Linked DNA regions of Anser cygnoides: region 1 is linked to region 2. The links are chromatin contacts, called in public Hi-C maps. All regions are on one chromosome and are shown on one strand. The core of a region is the stretch at or near the end of the contact, and the rest is flanking DNA. Distances in the headings are between cores, read along the strand shown. Region 1 has its middle 34 kb from the start of GPR19. Region 2 holds the start of CDKN1B (cyclin dependent kinase inhibitor 1B).

Region 1 (3,290 bases), core at 433-2,932, 70 kb after region 2:
CACATAACACACCCGTTGCCTGTTGTTTAGTAAAGTGATGAGAAGCTCTTCCTGCAAGAGGGACTTCACACCAAAGATCCACCCTGTCAACTGCAACAACACTCCTCCCACGACTGTCTCACCCCAAGCAGTGAAGCCAGGGATGAGTAGACTTCAATGTCCAGTGTGTGTTCCTAGTCATAAGAATATTCAAAAAAATAAATAAATAAAATAAAAATAAAAATAAAAATAAAAATTAAATATAAATATAAATATAAATATAAATATAAATATAAATATAAATATAAATATAAATATAAATATAAATATAAATATAAATATAAATATAAATATAAATATAAATATAAAAATTTAAATTTAAATTTAAATTTAAATTTAAAAAAAAAAAGGAGGAAGAGATTTTGCCATGAATCCCTGAACTCCACGTGTTCACCCAGACATGCACTTGCCATGGTGCCAAAATGAAAACTGTAACATGATTGTCTTTAGGCCACATTATTTACTGTCCCTATGTAAGTCTATAACTATAGTTATAACTATAGTCATAACTGTATTTGATATAGTCTAACAAGAGAAGAACCATCACTTGGACTGTTCCTTTCATCAGCAGCCTGTTTGATGAAGGAGATCCACACTAAAGGCTTAATAATGTACGCAGAAACTTCACGATCTTACAGGTAGATGCATCCATGTAGCCACTGACCTCATATAAAAATATCAGCTGTATTAAATGCAGATCTCATTCGCGCAATTTTTCAGTCCCAGCCAACTCTGGCAGCACGACGAGGACTACTGCTCAGCAGCACTACAGAATCCAGCAGCAGATTTGCAATTCCAGATGCCACAATTTGCTTCAGCCCACTTCCAGCATCTTTTATTTTTTTTTAAACTGCTCCTCTTAGGGAACAATGATGAAATCGTTGGATAGTTTTGTGAAGATGAGCATCTGATCAGTGTCTGAAAGAGAGGAAGTGACAAAGAACCCAAGGTCTTGTTCTCACGGAGCAGACTGTTACAGTATTTCAGTTCATTTTCCTGAAAAAATGTAATAAGAATAATATCAGGATTTCATGCTAAGTGCAAATGAGCAGACTGTTCTGCTTTGCATATTTATACATGAATCCAGCCCAGAAAAAAAAATCATACTGAAGGCATTGAAAAAAAAATAAAATCAGTGCATGGAAAAGGACTTAATACATTCACAACGTTATTTAGCTCTAACAAAGAACAGCAACCCCAGATGACCTTCTGGCTCCTGTCTCCACCCAAGTTCTTGGCCCGTGTTCAACGTCCTGGCAAAAGTTGCAGACATCCGCAATGCAATGCCAAGTAGCTGTTTTGTCTGTAGATATGTAATAGAGATTAGACGAGTGGTGGTGGGGAGCTGCTACACATAAAACAGCACCTCCAAACACAGAGCTGGCATCCAATTCCCATCCACGAGCCCTCTCCCAGTGGTGCCAGGCACCTCCCGAAGGCTTCAATGGCTCAGCAAGAGCCAAAAATGTCCAGTGCTGCAGCTCACGGGTCCTGCCTCCACCCCGGGCCCCCTCCTGTGTCAGGGCCGAGGCAAGGCTTTCATGTCAATGATTAACTCCACGCAATGGGGCTCCGCCGGCTGTGCGAGGGGTGGCTAGAGAGCAGGGCCCGTGACATCATGCCCTGCTGGTGTGCTGTCACGGATCGCCAATTCGCCTCCCTGTGCAAGTGAGCAGAGCTGGCGCTGGACTGGAAATGGGAATGTAACCCTGCGCATATGGCTTGTTAACACTTCCCGCGTGGGGTCGGGCTCACACAGGCACCTGAACCGTGCCCATCGTGGAAGCAGCTTGTGTTTTCCTGTAGTGGGCTTTAAAAGAAAGTCTAGTTTGGACTTTAAATACCTTTTTCCTCTTTTTTTCCACTGGAGATAGGAAACAGTTCTTTCATGTGTTTGGAAACACAAACTGTGACTGGCAGAATATTAGAGAGCAGAAAAACAGCTTTTGAAAAAAGGTCCTGGAGGGGTGAGCAAGGCAGATTAAAAGTTAGACCCCACACCTATCTAGCCAAGCTCTTTGAATCACACACCCCCAGCTCTAAGAGGTTTGTTTGCACTTTCATCATAGAACTGACTAGACGTGCAATTCAAGTTAAATGGAAACTGAAAAGGGGGAAAATGTTGGCCTTTCCTTATTTCTCTTTTTTCTTCTCCTCCTCCTTCTCCTCCTCCTTCTCCTCCTCCTCCTCCTCCTCCTCCTCCTCCTCCTTCTCCTCACTTATGTATGAAGTGTAAAGAAAGCATCAAATATCAAGCATTTTGCTTCAACATGTGTTAATTTTTACCATCTATACTCTTACCAAGACTGGTATGACTGGGGAATGAGTGCAAAGGAAGCTGCCCTAAAATAACATGTTAATTCTGAATAATGTAATATGTACAATTATAGCATTTTGTATAATATGTAATAATTATTCAATAAGTTATTAAATTCTCATTGTGCTAATATTTTGGGTGAATAGCAGGCTGCCATGAGAAACCAGGCAAGAGAACATGAGGTCTCTATTAGACACACAGATTCAGAAAACACTCTGGGTCTGTTAGGAGACAGACCCAGCCACCTTCCATGAGACTTTGCTTCCCTTCCTAGCCAAGTAACAAGACTTGTCACACAGAGCTGTCACTAACAAGCAGATGAGCCACAAGACAGAATTGTTTCAAATAATTATTTTTTTCCTCTCAGAAAGGGTCTCCAGTGATGATGACTGGTGCTGTCCCTTCCCCATGCCTGCTCACCCTCCGTCCCCTTGCCTGGCCAGCTCAAAAAGCCCTCGCTGATTTCCCTGCCCCACGCTCCATTCCTCCACCCCTGCAGCAGGTTGGGATTAATCTGGCAGCACAGCTTCGTGTGGGAGGATGCTGTGTGTATATTTTCCCTCTGGGAATAATTAACCAAGGTCAACATTGCTTGAGCCCTAGATGGGGAACCATCAAGAAAAACACAAGCACCACAGAAAGCGGTGCTGGTAACTTGGTATGCGGGAAACCATCTGAGTCAGAGATGACCCAAACCCTCTGCATAGTAGTATTCAAGCAGGGGCCACTTTATTCAAGCATCGCCAACCTCAGGTGCACTTCCAACACCAGTCACTCCCCCATCTCCCTCTCTGCTTGCACCAGGTAGCCACTTGGGCAGCCAGTTGAGCAGACCGCCCCCACAACATGGGCAGCTTACTGAGTGTTGTAAAGGGTGGGCACAGCAGGGGTGAGGTGATGTGAGGAGAAAGCATATGCAATTACTGTTTTTCTA
Region 2 (3,341 bases), core at 376-2,875:
AGGAGAGGAATCTAGGAGGGGAAAATTAAAAACGGAGGGGGGAATGATGGGAAGGGGGGAACACTGATATTAAAATATTTTCCTGCTAGATGTTTGCTCGCTAGCCAGGGGCGGGGGGGGAAGGAGGGGGGGGGGGGGGCTGGATGGGCAGGGGGGTCACTCCCGCACATCTCCGCAGCCTGACGCCAACATTGGGCTGCGTTAGGGGGAGAGGCCGGGGGGGGGGGGGGGGGGGGGGAGGAAGGGGTGCTCCTCTAGGTAAGGGACAAGAGTTTCCTGGGTCTGTCCCAATCCCTGTCCGTGCTTCCCGTAGGTGCTGCGATCTCCCACCCCTTCCCCTCTCCTCGCCCCGTGCCCACAGAGGGGCGGCCAGGGGGCACGGGGCGTTATTACCATGGAGGGGCTTTCGCTCGCAAACCAGCCGCCGGCTCCCACCTATCGTGGGACACCACCAACCCCCCCAAAACAAAAAACACAGCCCGGGGCTGCAAACAGCGCCTGGGCTTTTGGAGGCGTCGGGAGGCGGGGGGGCCCGGGCCGGCATCCAGCGGGGCGCAGCCCCCCCGCGGTGGGGCCACGCGTGGCGCTGACACCGGCAGGGCACGCAAGTAAAAGCGCCCCAAAGGGTACGTTACCGTCGGTGGCAGGTCTTTTCCTCTGCCCAGTGCACTGCTCTGCAAAGTCCGTCTGCTTTTCAGAAAGAGCAGTCTTTTGATCTACACAGTGAGTGTGCTCTGAGATTCCCTGAGAACCGACAAAAATCACGGTTTGGCAATTCCCGTTTACATCCAGGCTCTGGTGGCCGGCGGACTTGCAGACAGCTTTGAGTAGCCTCGGGGGTCTGAAGTAGAATTCGGGCGAGCTCCCCTTCTCCACGGCTTGCCACTCGTACCTGCCTTCCAGCGGCTTGTGATTCTGGAAATCGAAATTCCACTTCCTCTGGCATGCCTCCTCCATCTCCTTGCGGTGCTTCTTCAAGTCCCTGTTTAACTCTTCGTGGTTCACCGGCCCGAAGAGGTTCCTGCAGGCTGACGGCTTCGGGTACTCCGACTGCCGGGCTTCCATGCGCTCCAGGGTAGGGCTCCCATTAGAAATGCGTACGTTTGACATCTCCCCCCGGCCTCTTTCTTCTGGCGGCGCTTGTTTTTCTCGCTGCACCCCCTTCCTCCTCCTCCTTCTCCTCCTCCTGCTCTCCGCCTTTCACCTCTCGGCGCTCGCAGCTTCTCCTCCTCTCTCCGCGCCGCCCCGCTCGCCCTCGCAGGAGCGGCGGAGAGGCTCTGCCCCAGGCGCCGCAGCCCCGACGGCCGCCGTCGAGGAGCCCGGGCGGGTCGAGAGCCGCGCGGGGGAGCGCGCAGGCGGGCGGGGAGCGCGCAGGGGGCGCGCAGGGAGCGTGCAGCAGGCAGGCGGGCAGGGAGTGCCGCTGCCCTCCCTCCCTCCCTCCCTCCCTCCCTTCCTTCCGTCCGTCCCTCCCTCCCTCCGCGGCCCTGGCTCCGCGCTGTCCCCCCGACGGCCGCCCGGCCCCGCCGCTCTCCCCGCGGCCGCGTAGTAAAAAAGGGCGAGAGGGGGGGAAAAAAAACCCGGGCGAGACGAGCCCTTTTCTCGGTTGCCCAATATGGCGATTGAAGGGAGGTTGACGAAGGAGAAAATGATTGACAGGACGAGTCTATTTAAACAGTGGAGCCGAGCCATTGGTTAGGGCGCCGGGCACCGCCCCGTCGGCGCGGCCCTACCTCGCCGCCGCCGCCGGCCCTAAAGGTGGCCCCGGCTCCGCTGCCTCCCCTCGGCGGGGCGGGGAGAAGCCGGAGCGATGGAGGCCGCCGGCACGGCACGGCTCCGTGCACCGCAGCCCAGCCCAGCCCAGCCCAGCCCAGCCCGCTGTCCTCCCGCAAAGCCCAGGCCCGGCGAAACTTGTGCCCCCCACCCAAAAAAAAAAAAAGAAAGAAAAATGCTGTTGCTCGGCCGCTGGGCCTGGAGTAATGGTGGCAGCTAGCTACGTTTTGGCTCGGTCTCCAGAGCGCTCGGAGCTTTGCTTTGCCACGGCCCCCCCACCCCACCCCCCGCCCCCCCCCCGTCAGGAGTTCAGGGCAGCCCCCAGACGGGAGCGGGACCCGGGACACCCCGGGACCCCCGTCCCATCACAGACAGCAGCAGGACCTCCCGGGACCCCTGTCCCATCACGGACCCCGGCCACCAGGAGCGAGGGAGGGATCGCCTCTTGCTGTCTGCCTGGCAGAGGAAGGACCATTAAGGTGTGGAAATGGCCCTAGAAAGCCTCCTCAGGGATTTCAGACCTTGGCGAGCAGAGGGAAGGAAATGAAAGCCTTCGTTTTAGCCCTGTTTGTGTGCTCTGAAGATTAGGCGAGCCAAGAATCGCAGCCAGGGATTTTCTGAGCTGCTTCCTCGGATAGCTGCAGCAGATACGCTGGAGATAAGAGCAACGCAGCATCCTCCTCCATCCCATCCTTGGCTGTAGCCCCTTCCCACTGCCACCTTCCCTCGGCGGGCAGGGCAGCCCCCTCAGCACGTTGCAGGACACTGGGGCTGCTTGCAGGTGCTGGAGGTTTGGGCTTTTCCCAGGGCCCAGGTGGCTAGGAGGACTGGAGACCCTTCACGCCAGGCCATCTGGCAAGATCAGACACAACCACCTTGGGATACTGGTTCTGGGGGGCTGCACCAGCAGCAAGCTACCTCAGCGAGCCAGGGCCAGCACAACCAGGTTCAACTGGCTGAAAGAAGAGTCAACTGGTGTGGCCTTGAAGATAGTGAGCTTCTGCCCCGTGCTGTGCTCACACACACCAGACACACACACACACCGTCTGGGTTGGGGTCTGCAGTTGCGATGGGCCACCCAAACCTACAATGCAGTCGCTTTTGCCAGCCAGTGAGCTAACTCCGCAAATATTGTAAAGGGAACAAAACCAGCTCACAACACTCAAAACCAGGCCTCAGCACTCTGCTTGCCTCCATCAGCCCCGAGGCAGAGGCCCCTGGCCCTTGCTCAGCCCCCTCGCCCAAGCGATCTCAGTACGGCCAGTCCCCGGTTCCAACAATGATGTGCGCAGCCAAAAAAGAAGAATAAAAATGAGATGGGTTTTAAAACCACAAGGTTGAAATAAAATATTAGCCATGTTATTTTTGTTTGTTTGCCGGGATTTTTAGCACTCAGAAGTTGTTTTCCAGCTTCTCTCAGCAACCACAAAATCTAGCAATCCACTTACAGAAAATTAAAACTTACATTCTCATGTCTGCAGGAGCTTAGACTTTTTTTTCGTTTTCTTTTTTTTTTTGAAGTTGCAACTCTATGATAAAGCTGCATGAGCTGGCAAAGTGAGGCCTATTCA

Evidence for each region. Hi-C and Micro-C count contacts between places; a contact is called where the count stands out from the background.
Region 1: a contact with region 2 is called in a Hi-C map of liver, with 2.0 times the contacts expected there. The contact joins the enhancer-like site here to the promoter of CDKN1B in region 2. A contact is called at or near these places in 2 of 7 Hi-C or Micro-C datasets (both in liver).

The regions. Positions count from the first base shown.
Region 1 is chr1:71,984,794-71,988,083 of Taihu_goose_T2T_genome, forward strand. No RefSeq gene overlaps it. Among named protein-coding and RNA genes, the nearest start is that of GPR19, 34 kb to the right of the region's middle. Within about 2 kb of position 1,683, at least 3 of the 3 cell types and tissues checked have open chromatin away from gene starts, as enhancers often do. A contact at or near this core is called in liver, where this site is marked.
Region 2 is chr1:71,914,751-71,918,091 of Taihu_goose_T2T_genome, forward strand. CDKN1B (cyclin dependent kinase inhibitor 1B) reads right to left here and starts at 1,626. Exons shown (of 3, transcript XM_066999806.1): 1 at 636-1,626; 2 at 1-11. The coding sequence starts at 1,110. It overlaps LOC106030870 (a long non-coding RNA gene), which reads right to left. Exons shown (of 5, transcript XR_010832502.1): 5 at 2,097-3,341.